2 separate regions of the Drosophila melanogaster genome follow, and region 2 is linked to region 1. The links are chromatin contacts, called in public Hi-C maps. All regions are on one chromosome and are shown on one strand. Each heading gives the region's core, a stretch centred on a gene start, on an enhancer-like site or on the middle of the called end of the contact. The rest is flanking DNA. Distances are from core to core; before and after follow the strand shown.

Region 1 (6,448 bases), core at 456-2,955:
GAGAGGCGGAAGTGCCATGGATGGCGGCCCTTCTGGATGCTACTAGTCTTCAATAAGCGACTTCTGTCACTGAAAAACTAAACGAATACCAGCTGGCGAATGGGATGCGATAACGAAAAAAGAGCAAGAAAAACATAAGGATGTTTCCATCAGGAAGATTGTGCGACACAACAATGTGGCCCTGTTATTTCTCAAAAAATCGCTCGACCTAACCCACCATATAAACCTGATTTGCCTGCCGCCACCGAATCGCAACTTTATCTATAATCGTTGCATTGTCAGTGGCTGGGGTAAGAAGAACTTCGAGAACATCAATGTTCAGAAGAAAATGTGCCCCTGGTGGACAGATCTAGGTGCCAGAGCGACAAGTTCAAGGAATCTTTGGCAAAAACTTCTATCTCGACCCCAGTCTGATGTGCGCCGGCGGTGAGATTGGCAAGGATGCGTGCAAAGGCGACGAAGGTTCCCCACTGGCCTGTCCCCTCTAAAGCGATCCTAATCGATATGAGCAGGTGGGCATCGTCAACTATGGATTAGTATGTGGCACAGATATTCCTGCTGTTTACACTGATGTTTCGAAAATGCGACCCTGTACTGACTATCAGATCAAATGCTTACCAACCACAAAAAGCAAATATTTATTCCCAACTAGAATAGTGATCCTATTAAAAAGAAATATAAACTTGCCTAATTTAAAAATACGGATATTTTTGAAACGTTTATAAGTAAACATATAATCCCAATATCAACCAACGTGGGATGTTGTATATTAATTAGCTAATACAGCTAGTTCATATAACAAGCTGCGTTCATCTTGCTACTTTCGGCTAATTGTGGACTTGGGCGGGTCGTTTCATTGATTTATGGCTGCTAATTTCAACGCATGGCGCTCAAAGTATTAAATAATAAACTCTATTCCGCCAGCAGGCTCTCGATCCCGCTGTTTTCCAAATCCCCGCCATAACTCCACCCACAACATCATCTTCATCGGGCTCCTGCTGAGCTGCAGTGTTGGTCGAGATGAGGCGCCATGCAATATGAGACCATAGGAAAGGGCTCCCTTTCTGGTCGCCCGGCAGACTTTACAAGTGTTTCCCTCGACTTTATGGGCCAGCTCGGAACTTGGGCGGGAGTTTTCCCGTTCCGTCTGGACGTGTAATGAAATTAAAGGCGTAATGCAATACAGCTGGCAAAGTTTTTGCAGCGGTTATTTCCATGGGTTCTCGTTACTGTTTGCTCTTTTGCCCGCCAGTAGCCGTCGTCGCATCTCCAGACAGTCATTAAATTTAATTAATATCTTCCGTTTTTTACCAGACTGCGGTCTTCAAAAAATTTGATACCGTTTGCTGTTGTTTCTTGTATTGTGTGATGAATTTTTTTCGGGGCATCTCTTTTTTTGGAGATATTCGGAAATATTTTTGGCAAACCTTTTAAATATTATATGCCCCTGAATTACAACCGATAATATTATTTTCTACTCAAATACACATATAAATATGTGAAAAATTCGATTTAAATTACATAAAATTTGTAATTGCGAGAATAAAACTACCATATACACTTTTTTAATACTTGTAATATAAAAGTAAAATTTTATTCTACTTTGAACATTTAACAACCCAATCAATTTAGCCTTGCTTTTTGATTCAGAATAATTTGACGTGACTGTCAGAATTTCGTTTCTTAATTTAGTGTCCCTTGCACATTACAAGCAAACGGTCGTTTTGAGCTAAATAAGTTAAAACAATTAAAAAATGAGTTCCAAAAAGAATATAACTCCACCAAACAATTCAGCCGATAAGGAAACGGATCGCAAAATCCCCGAAGAGTCTCTATCAATCACTAACCATCCGGGGGCCACATCAACGCCAACTTATATGACACGCAAACGGCAGAGGCTTTTATCTCTCCAGATGGATTCTGCATTGTCATTGTCATTGGTGGATCGAGTTCCACAAACATTCGAGGATATTCGTGGACGAAAGGGTATTCGTGATGCCAGTTCTCCAAAAACTGGTAAACTCCCAAGGACTAAAGCCCGGAATATACCGAAAACACCAGCGCGTGTTTCCCCAAGTATAAATCATGGTAGGAATTCTGCTAAGCCAAAGACCCCAGCTAAAAAGAAGACTACGGAGAAAACTCCTGCGAAGACGCCCACAGACACGCCGAAAATATCGCCAAAAAATACGCGACAAATATCGCCGAACAAGTCGCCAAAAACTTTCTCGATGATGCAAAATGTTCCAGCAAAAAAATCACCAATAAAATCATTAATAAAGAAGCCGAAAACGCCAGCAGTGAAATCACCAATTGAACCCATTATATTACCAACAGAGTCCCAATTGAAATCTCCGATAAAGTTATCAATTTCGCCAACGAAATCATCAATGATGTCAACGATTTTGACAAAGCAGTCGGTGAAGTCCGAAAAGAATTCCCCTGAAGCCCATTTCTCTGGAGAAGTAACCAATAAGGAAAATGCCGCTGAAGAAGATATTTCGGAGCCACCTTCAAAACAGCCTCGTCTACATATTTTGCAAGTCAATTTGGGGTCCCCATTCGCAATGACGCACAGCAAAAAACTGAAAGTAATTGCAGTAGATTCCAATGATGAAAATCAGGAAGCAAAAGAAGCACCTCCTGACAATTTAAGCGAAATCAACACAAGTGAGGAAATGAAGTCCTTCGAAATCAAAAATTCTTTTAAAAATGAGATAGAAAAATCGGACAAAAATTGTTTTATTTCGTAAGGTTATCAAAGCTTTACTAAAAATAAATATGATTTGAAGCGAAACAATTTATTTTACTAGTTTTTTTAAGGACGGGGGAATATCAATAGTACACGACCGTTGTTCCTGGATGTTTCTAAATAAAGATTATCAATGCGATGCAGCAGGCCTTAACAACTTATTCCTTTGCCGGTTTCTAGCACTAGCCTGATTGTATAATCTACACTTTTGCAGACAATAAAGTTCTTTCAGCGCACTTTGTAAGCTGGCAAAATGCACAGAAATGGCATTATCACGTTGCACACAGCTAATTTGCAAGCAAAGGACGAGGAGGTGGAATATAGCCATAGACGGGAACGGGGTACAAAAAGATCGGCCAAAGAGAAAAGAAAACTGAATTATATTTGCACAATAAACTTGGCAGCCGCCGTCTCTCTATATTATTATTCTGCCAGTTGTTTGTTTGTAGTTGTGTGTTCTCTTGTATCTGTGGGCAATAGTAATAAGATGCAAGCACACCAAGCATTCCTTTTACACAATTTTCCTTTCCCGCCCGCCGAATGACACTCAAGAAAATAAAAGCCACTGTCAAATTAAATATAATATTTATGGTAAAACACAAAGGCATTATTAGAAAAACAATTTGGTACATTTTGATAGAAAAACGGGTTTTAATAATTCATTTTCAAATAGGTTAGAATATTTTCGAAATATTAGTACAGGATATAAAAAATTTCTGTAAGTGTGCAATGAAAATGCGGAAAAAAAAGGCGCAAGAACTGCGGTTCAATGGGGGAAACACTTTTGGGTTGGGATGGCTTGGTGCATATAAAGAAATTTGCATGGATTTTGAACGTAATAAGCGAAATGTGACTGCAAAATCCAATTTGTAATGAGAAAAGTAGTGCGAATTGTCTGTGTATCTGTGTGGCGCGGTAGCTACAAAAATATTGCAGCATATTTCTAGGCGTATTTATGGGTTGCGCTTAGTTTGCCGTCACATACCATGATGGTTGTCGTGGGCCAAGGGGGAGAGCCGAAGGCGTGGAGGCGTGACAGGGGCTGGGGACTGAGCGCGTGCTAAAATTATGCAATACAATTATGCGAACAGGCCTGCAACTCGGCGCTTGCATGTGTGCAGCTGCCTGTATGTGTGTGTGCTCTGCGCCTCGAAACGTGACTTGTTTTTGGTAGGCTTACGCTGGGGATCCCCCAATTTGTTTGCGGCTGCTTCGTGGTGTTTTTCCTCATTTTATGCTGGCCCTGGAACTACAAAGGGATTTGTTTTGAGAGCAATGGATAAGTTTGTGGACCAAAGTGCACAGCTGCAAACTGGGAACGCAAAGTTTTTAAGCCATTCCACAATATTCAAAGGCATATTTGTAAATACAACCTTTTATAATTAAGTATTTGGATATTATTGATTTAATTTAAATGACAAAATGAACTTAAAAGTTTTATGAACATCTACATTGCAACTAAAAATTAATCAATATTAGCTTAAGTTTAATGAAACGAAAAAAAAGGTTTTTCCTTTATAGATGGAATATGAATTTGCATGATTCCATTAATTGTGTACAGACATTGAAGTTTTGTCTCTCCATTCAAAAATAATTTCCTGCACGCGCTTGAAAGTATGCTATAATTCACACGTAGCACAAACAACTGGCCAGGACCTGCGGTTGCCAAAAGGAACGGGAAAAGGCCTTCCTGTTTACAATTCATAAGCAATTTCGGACTGGCGACAAGGCGAGTCGAGGCTCCCATGTTGGGAAATCAACCTCGGCACCACACGATTTTTAATTATTTTGTTGCATTTTCATTTCAGCTCTGTGTTTTGTTTTGCTTACCCAAATAAACAAGGTCCAATGGTCGCCTGTTTTTCATGGGGAAAACGAATACGGGCTTCTCGAGAATGGCAATGCTCGTTCCTTGACCGTGTATTCTCTGTTGTATAATTACAAAACGTGATTTTCTTTTTGTTTAGTTCTTCTATTTTGTTGGCAGACAACATTTCACGGTTTATGTTAATTTTTTTGTCTGTCTTTCTTAGCTTAAATTATTGTGACCTCCTCAAATGGCCAGATTTGGTTTTTCTTTTTGTTGTTTCAGAGGTCAGTGTATTGTCCCAGCTGGTATGCTTCAGAGGTGTCATAAAATAAAAGTTCATAAATATTTACTGCACGTTTTATTAGTTGCTGCCACGTTGACGCCGTTGGCCCAACTCTGAGGTAACTTAAACACATTTAAATTCTATTCTCCTGATATTTTTTAAATATTTAAAATACATAGCGCGCTGTTGTTGAAAAGAAATGTATGTGTAGAAAGCAAAAAATTAAAAATTGTTTATTTATTTGGCAGGGAATCAAGTTTTAATATCGAATGTTTGCACTTTTTGCGGTTTTCTACTGTGATTTTTTATTTGTTTACCCCAGAACAGTAATGGAGTCGTTGCAAAAACCATTCAAACACTCCGACTGCCAATAATTAATTTTAAATAATTAAATAATGTAAATGAACAAATAAATTCCGAATATCAATTTAACTGAAATTTTGATAAAATGTCTACCATTCTAAGCTGGATGTAGTTGTAATCATGTGTTGACTTCGCTTTGGTCATTGATGTTAAATAAAATCAATCATACGCACTGTGTACCCAACGCAGACATCATTTAACATAAACGGAGCTCCGATTGATACACAGAAGGTGAAAATCAGACTCATTGAACCGCAAATGCGACGTCAAGCAATTTCATGCCAGCGAAAATCTTTCAAAGTTAATTTTCAACACACGAGAAAACAGAGGAGTCAAGACAGCTACTCAGGAACGAGAAAATTGTACGACTTCAAAGCGTCAATAAGCAGACAAATATAGACGAACGGCGATGGGGGAGCGATGTTGGCCAGGTAAACCGGGTGGGCGCGTCCAATGGAAATGGCCCGGCTGTCTGGCAAACAAGCTGACTGATAACGGAAGCTGGCAATGCACGTGTTTACCTCTCGATATTTGCCGGCTGCCATGGAAAAGGATGTCCTTGCCACCTCGCCATCTAGCGCCCACCCACCCGTTCTCAGTCTGTCTCTGTCTGTTTGTCCTGTCGCAGGACGATAATGACGACAACGGTGGAAAGGGACTGCTGGTGGAAAGAGGGAAAGGGGCTACACCGCCCCTGGCCGCTGCTGATGTCACACATTCATGGTCATTTTGCTGAGTCAATCGTTTGAAAAATTTATGTTGCCTTCAAAAGCAAAATTTGCCATCACCATCGTTTGATTCTCGGCATTGGAAGCAGTCACAGTGGTGAAACATGGCTAAAATTATGTGTACTGTTTTGGAATACTTAAAATTAGCACTTTATAAGGCCTTATTGGATATTTATACATATATAGTAGAACCTTTTCATATACTTAACGTTGTTACTTATTATTATTCCACCTTATAATCCAAACTAAAATAAAAAACTTAATTTATTCGCCGAGTTTGATATGCTTAAACATGCATAAGTTAATTATCAAGGGAAGTAAGCTAATGCACTCGGCTGATATAAATTAAACATATACGATTGACTTATTGGGTCAGAAATAATACCTTTATATGTATCCATTGAAATTCCTTTAAGTAGTGCGAACTTAACCACTGTGCGACTGCGAGTCAGAAGGAGACAGGTATAGAGCCGGAAAAGGGAAGTAGATAGTCAATAGATGCGGTTCATTTA
Region 2 (6,494 bases), core at 3,914-6,413, 190 kb before region 1:
CCTAATTGGCCCTTGTGTATTTCGCCGTAATAATTAAGGGTTGTCATCATACCCTGCCAACGGGTCTGTTAGGATATCTTATTAAACTGGTAAGAATTGGAGGTAAGCAGCTATTTGTTTAGATACAATTTTAACTATTTTATGTATCTAACAATGATTTTAAACTGAAACTGTATTTTATTAATTTAAAATTTGTGTGGACCGAGTGTATTTTCGTGTTCTCTGGTGTAGTTTTTCTTTTTACGGGGTATGCAATCTCTATATATTGTTTTTTAATGAGCCGCAAGTCAATCGCAAGCGCGACTAATTGGCCACGCCCAACAACTCTTAACGGATCCGTCTCCGGATGGACTGGCATAATTACACCGGGCAGTGGGACAGGACATTTAAGCCGGCAAATGTCGTTATGAGAACGAATACAGCCGGGGTCCTGGCAATCAGCCATTATGGATATAATTTACACGCAACTGCAGTAACATGTGCGCGTTATGGGGACACACGGAGTTAAGGGAAATTATCCATATCCATATCCACATCCTCATCTACATTATCAACGAGAGGCAGTGTCTGGGCACTGCTGTACTTACCTCGACATTGAGACCACTTGTCATGGCAAAGACCTTCATCGCCGGATTCTCCTTGGGCGTATAGCGATAAAACTCACGCTTGCCCTTATACCATTTAACCGAATATAGAGTATCGTTTTCCATATCGTAATTACAAGTGAATAGCGCATTGCTGCCACGTTTCACCGCCTGCGGTATCATTACCGACACATCCTTGAGTGCTTCAATAAAATCTGCAAATAAAATGAGTTTGGTAAGTGAAATATGCATGAATCTGGGGCTGCGTGTATATATAGAAAGACTGTTTAAAAAATATACGATTAAAAGTTTAATTCGCTTGGCTGAACCCTTCGAGCCCTTCGAAATACCGCTCTTAATGATAAAGACTCTATTTTAATTTGTTTATAACTGTTGGTTTCTCGTCCTTGCCCAGTATTAACATCACCCCATCTAACGGGGGTCCCCAAACCAAACCTCTGAGTGAAGAACTAAACACTCCCCCTCGTCTTGGGATTCCAATTCGATGCTAACTACTGTGCTAACCCCTTCTTTGATAAGCGAGTGACCAGCTGATCCGACCGCTGCCTTCCGTTCGATGTTTCAAATGACAACACAAAATGTTGAAAACAAAGTACAGTTCCATCCGACCACCGGCTTCTCGATTTGCTTCCTTTTCTCGTTTTATAGTCCCTATCATTTGGCTGGACTGGCCAAGGGGGTGTGGTAGAAAAAATCCTGTACAAAAGTATATATTACATATATACTCTAAAAGAACATCTGAGATATATCCCATACTATTTTAGACAATTTTGTGTATATTCTGATTAAAATTTCCTAATTTAAATGAAGCATAAATTTACCATTTAGTTGAGTATGTAAAATTTTAAGTGAAAAGCAGTTAAGAATTTCCTAACATCCATTAAAAAGCTATTTTATTTCAGCTTTTGTCTATTGCTAAAGTCGGTGTTTTTAGTTTTAAACACATCCAAACTTCAACTACATATTTTCCCTAAATTCTCCAACATTAATTAAAAACTTTTCACAGTGCATGTTGTTTTTTGTTCCGTTGCCCTCAGTTTGTTTTTCTGTTTCCACCGGTGAACAATGCTTTTGTTTCCCATATTGACCCATATAACGAGCGAGCATTTTGTTGTGCCCTCCGACCTCTGACCTCGGTAGTGCGACCCGCACTTGATGTACCTGCATTTATCGCAGGGCGCTCAAAATTGTCCTTCAGCTGCACATTGTTGTTTAGCAGTGACCACCAGATACCCAATCCTCGAGGACCGCCCCCTGAAACCACAGCAAGAACAACAACTTTTCCAGCCATTTTATGTTGTTATAAAAACTTTCACAATCTATGTTTTTTAAGTATTCTAACTGCTTTTCCTGGTCTGATGTGTGCGGTGGTCGGATTCGTACCTTTGCCTTGATAAATGTGTGTGGCTGTGCAATATAAACCAATGAAAATTGCATGGGCAACTCTTCGTATCATTCACTTTCTTTCCATGCACCCTTGGGTCGGAGAAAGTTTTGTGTCTGCTCTCGGTGTTTATCTGTCAGTTTATGTTTACAAATGTCCACTTTTAATGGTTCACCATTTAACTGGAGGGACGCCAACCTGCTCAGGACTCCACAAAGTTGGATATCCTGGGCTAGAAAGTGGGGAAGCTGCTCCTTGACAAGCTTTATTATACATATTGTTATGTTCTATTGTGTGTTATTTTATACTCCGACGCCAGCTTCGTCTTATTTTGTATTCTTTTATTTGGCTGTATTGTTGTTATGACTTTTATAAACCATCTGTAATGCCCACTTTTCTCCTATCTGGCAGCCACTACTACTAGTACAGTACCAAGTTGTTGTTTGATTGCGTTTTTTTCTGACAAAATATGTATGTATTCACAAATTCATTATTTAAATCCCTTGTATATTTTGCTTTATTTTAAGCAGAGTGTTTTTAATTTGTTTTTTTTTTTGCTCATTAATATTTACATAATAAATCCACCTGGTGGATTCAGCATTTAACAAACAATTAATTTGCCAAAATAAATTGCTAAGCCCCGGAGGATCTCAAAATAAGTTGTTTTGGTTATGTGGCTTATAGCAGCTTATAGCAAACATGGTTATAAATTTATGTTCTGGCTTACCCTGCATTTTATTGATTTTGCAATCGGGTGAGGCGTTGACCGCGACTTCAATGTATAATTTGCAATAAAACTTTACAGACAAAAAGCATTTAATTTGGCCACATTAAGTTATATTAAAAGCTGATCAAAAGTTAAGCAGCAAAACAAAGTGCCAGACAAAACAAACAGAACAAGGAAAGGGTCGCCTCTAAGTTGCCTTGTAAGTGCTTCTCACTCCTAAATGAAGCCCCAAAAATGTATTATTCTACATATATATCTATGCTATATAGCAGACTCAAAGCAGACTCCAGACCGAAACGCGACCACAAAACTCGACCAGGGCAAAAGAGGAGCACAACGGGAAAACGGCAACCGATGACGGCGATGGGTATGGTAACTGACATGGCTGTCAACACTGTAGCCACTGCCAGGACCTCGACCATTACCCGGAGTCCTCATCCTGCCCCATCCGTCCTCTCACTTTGCAGTCATTTCAACTTTGGAATTTCAATAAGAGGCTCGGAAAGTGAAAATGCCGCAGGTGGCTGGCACAGAGGGTCCCAAGTTGCCGGCTGGCATAAAGAAAGGCAAATAAACCAGGAAAGTAAATACATAAATTAAAAGTGTAAAGGCGAAAAATGTTTAATTCGCGAATGGATGCGTTGGGACGTACTCAAATGGAATGGATTGACTAAAGGACTATGGCGACGAGGGGCGACAATTTTCACCTTAATACAATGCCAATGCCAATTAAATGCAGGGTTTGGTCTAATGGAAAAAGTGTCTGAAATAACAGACTTTTCGGAGGGATTTTCGTCAAGCTGGCCTTTAGAACAATGCTGTATCCTATCTACATTACATTAGGGGAATGGGAAGGAGTAAATTTATAATATATTTACAAAACTGCAAACTTGTTGAAGCTCCTAAATGTTCAAAGTAAATTGGAAAAACTTGTCATTATATCACTCGTTCGCTACCAACCAAATGACCAAGTCAAGTCGCAAAAGCTGTGCATTTCAGTTCTTCTTTTAAGCCAAAATCTAGCTGGCCATTTTTCCACCCAGCTCGAAATCCATTTCCAGTACCTATTCATCCCCACTCCTATTTCGCCCACTCTATATTTTTCCAGGCTTTTGGTTTATTTTTCAAACAATTTTTTATCATCAGCTGTCAATAGTTCAGGCAGCTGCCCACAGAAAGAAGCAGCCAAAACGGAAAATAAGCCAGGAGAAGATCTGCAGGGACGGGATGGGAAAAAATAAAAACCATTACATAAAAAATGTTTTATGTTTTGCTATTGCAACTTTGACCAGGCAGAGTATGGTGTGTGAGCAGAGCAACAACTGTAGCGAAAATAGTGAAATTATTTGTTTTTGTTGCGTTACATAGTGGCTGGCTTTGGAAGTAGTCCAAACTTGAACGTATAAATACATTTTTGATGGGTCTCCCTGCTTGCAACTTCATTGCTTGCCATAAAAACTAAAAAAAAATCAACAAATAGAAATAAATGCATTATATATGTATGTATCTGTATTTATGAACCCCATAAATATGTCAAATAAATTACGAAACAGTCAAAATATTGCCAATGCGTTGCGATGTGTTTATGTGTGAAGTCATATATTGGTACACTTTTTTAAGGTATAAGTCTGCGTCCGCTTTATTTTCTGGCCTAACGTGGCAGGCCTATCTTTCAGTTTTATTACAAGTTAACTTTAATAAAAATTCAAAAAATATAAGTTTATTTACTGTTAATACTTTAAAATTGTATCATACGATTGCTCTTAATTTCCGCTCATTTGCAACTTCACGATTCTGATTCAACATTCGGTCAAAAATACCCCAAACAAAAACCTCGATCTCTAAAATTGTCCGCTAATTTGGGCGGCTCTTTTGTTGGTTTTCTGTTTGGTTTGTGTTTTGCTTTGTTTTAATTTTAGAGTGTCATAAAATTTTGCGGCCAACGTTTTTGCCCCCAATGACAAAAACAAACTCAAAGGAGTGCGAACAAAGCTCAGCCCGCAGACAATTTCATTAGCGTGGAAGCTAAAAAATTTACTCACATTATGAGATACTCAATGGCAGCCAAAAAGGGGGTAAAAGCCTAGAAATGAGGGTGACCGAAGGCATTAAAGAGAAAAAAGCACATGCAGAGTTTCGCAGTTTGTGGCATTTACCGAAATGTTTGTCACTGCAATGCCTGGCACTCATATATGTATGTACATACGTATGTGTATGTATGTGTATAAGCAAAGGACACTTTGTCCTGCATTTTTCCTGTATTTTCAAAGGGGAAAATGGCCGGGCGGCAGGTCATTTGGGCGCTCTATGCGACCGGCTATTAAATAAACATGCAAATTATTGCGCAATTTTTGATTACGATTTTTCAACGCGAGCCAACAACATCGCCGCTCTCCTGCATATTTGTATATGTAAATCGAGCCACTATGCGATACACCAACCTTGCAACACCCAGCACCACCCGGCACCACAATACGCCCAGTGGTTTCGTCCTGCAATCTTTTTGCATGCATTCAACACTCAACGCCTATTTTGCATACAAATTTTATTATTATTGTATTGAATTGGAGCCGCGACAATGGCGACAGACTCCCACTTTTGTGTGTGTTTTGTTTGGTTTTTCGCCACTCTGGTTTGGCGAACTTTTTTTTTTTGTGTTTCGGGAATTATGTTAAATGAAAATCTGTGCAATTTTTAGCATGACACTTGTTCTTTGTCATGTTTTTATTTTTTTTGGTATGCATTGTGCAGCACTTCAAATTGAATATATCGAATTGTTTCTGAAAATACCGGATTACGTATTTAAGGCAAGATTTTGTTATAAGATATAAAAAGGAGAATTTAAATAGAGCATAAGCTGGCTGAAAAATGGTTTAAAAATATATAAGTAAAATAAAATAAGTAAAATATAAAAGTAAAATTTAATTACATAAACGTTTATTGGGTTACTTGTGTTCTTCCATTTTGCTCGTGCTTGATTTTCAATTAGCTTACAATAAGCAGCAGTAATTTATTATTGATAATCTAAACTAGGGTCCACAACAATACATATTAGCTGTGCACTAGAAATTATTTCTAAAATATAACAATAAACGAAGGGAGATGTTATAATTCTGGACCAAAACTAAATTGGTTTTATGATTTATTTTCCCATGTATATGAAAAACCACATTCAAAATATATACATTTTAAATAATTATTCAGGCCAAAGAAAGCATAGACCTTTTGCACATGAGATTCTAAGGGGTGTGTCCTTCTCACTGGATGATCTGGACTCAAAAGGCACTCTGGATTTGGCATTCATGCGAGTTTTCCCCGAGTGTCGACTGTGTGTGTATTTACACGCGACCGCCAAAGCGGCGCCAAAAGCATCATCGCACATGGAAACCAACAAAGCCCTGAGTTCTGACCCCATCACTTGCCCATCCAACGGCGCTTCTTTAGTGATAGAACCAGTTAGAATACTGTAGTCGAGTGTCCGACTGTAAGATATACAGCTAATGCAAGTGTAAAGCTGCTTGAGATATGCTAGAAGCAAAGCGACCGTTTCAGACGTTGCTCACAAGCTCCACCTAGCGGTGGCAATATTAAGTGACCACAATTTTTTAATAAATATATGATCCGAATCGAAAAATGTTGGTCATGTAGATGGGTATTGATTGACAATTTTTTAAAATATTTAAATGGACATCAGTAATACATTTTTACGGACAGGTAATGGCTGTTAAAACTTACGTGTAAAGCAGAATGCATAAGCTAATTAAGATTTCTTAACTTA

Evidence for each region. Hi-C and Micro-C count contacts between places; a contact is called where the count stands out from the background.
Region 2: a Hi-C map of the S2 cell line shows a contact between it and region 1, with 1.5 times the contacts expected there. The contact joins the enhancer-like site here to the promoter of CG18518 in region 1. A contact is called at or near these places in 4 of 107 Hi-C or Micro-C datasets (the Kc167 cell line, the Ras3 cell line, the S2 cell line and 1 more).

The regions. Positions count from the first base shown.
Region 1 is chr2L:15,830,915-15,837,362 of dm6, reverse strand. It overlaps CG18518, which reads left to right and starts at 1,705. Exons shown (of 1, transcript NM_135924.2): 1 at 1,705-2,794. The coding sequence starts at 1,755. The coding sequence ends at 2,753. It also overlaps the pseudogene CR31822.
Region 2 is chr2L:16,026,685-16,033,178 of dm6, reverse strand. beat-Ic (beaten path Ic) reads right to left here. Exons shown (of 8, transcript NM_001299041.1): 3 at 588-799. Among named protein-coding and RNA genes, the nearest start is that of BicC, 12 kb to the left of the region's middle. Within about 2 kb of position 5,163, at least 6 of the 39 cell types and tissues checked have an H3K27ac peak or open chromatin away from gene starts, as enhancers often do.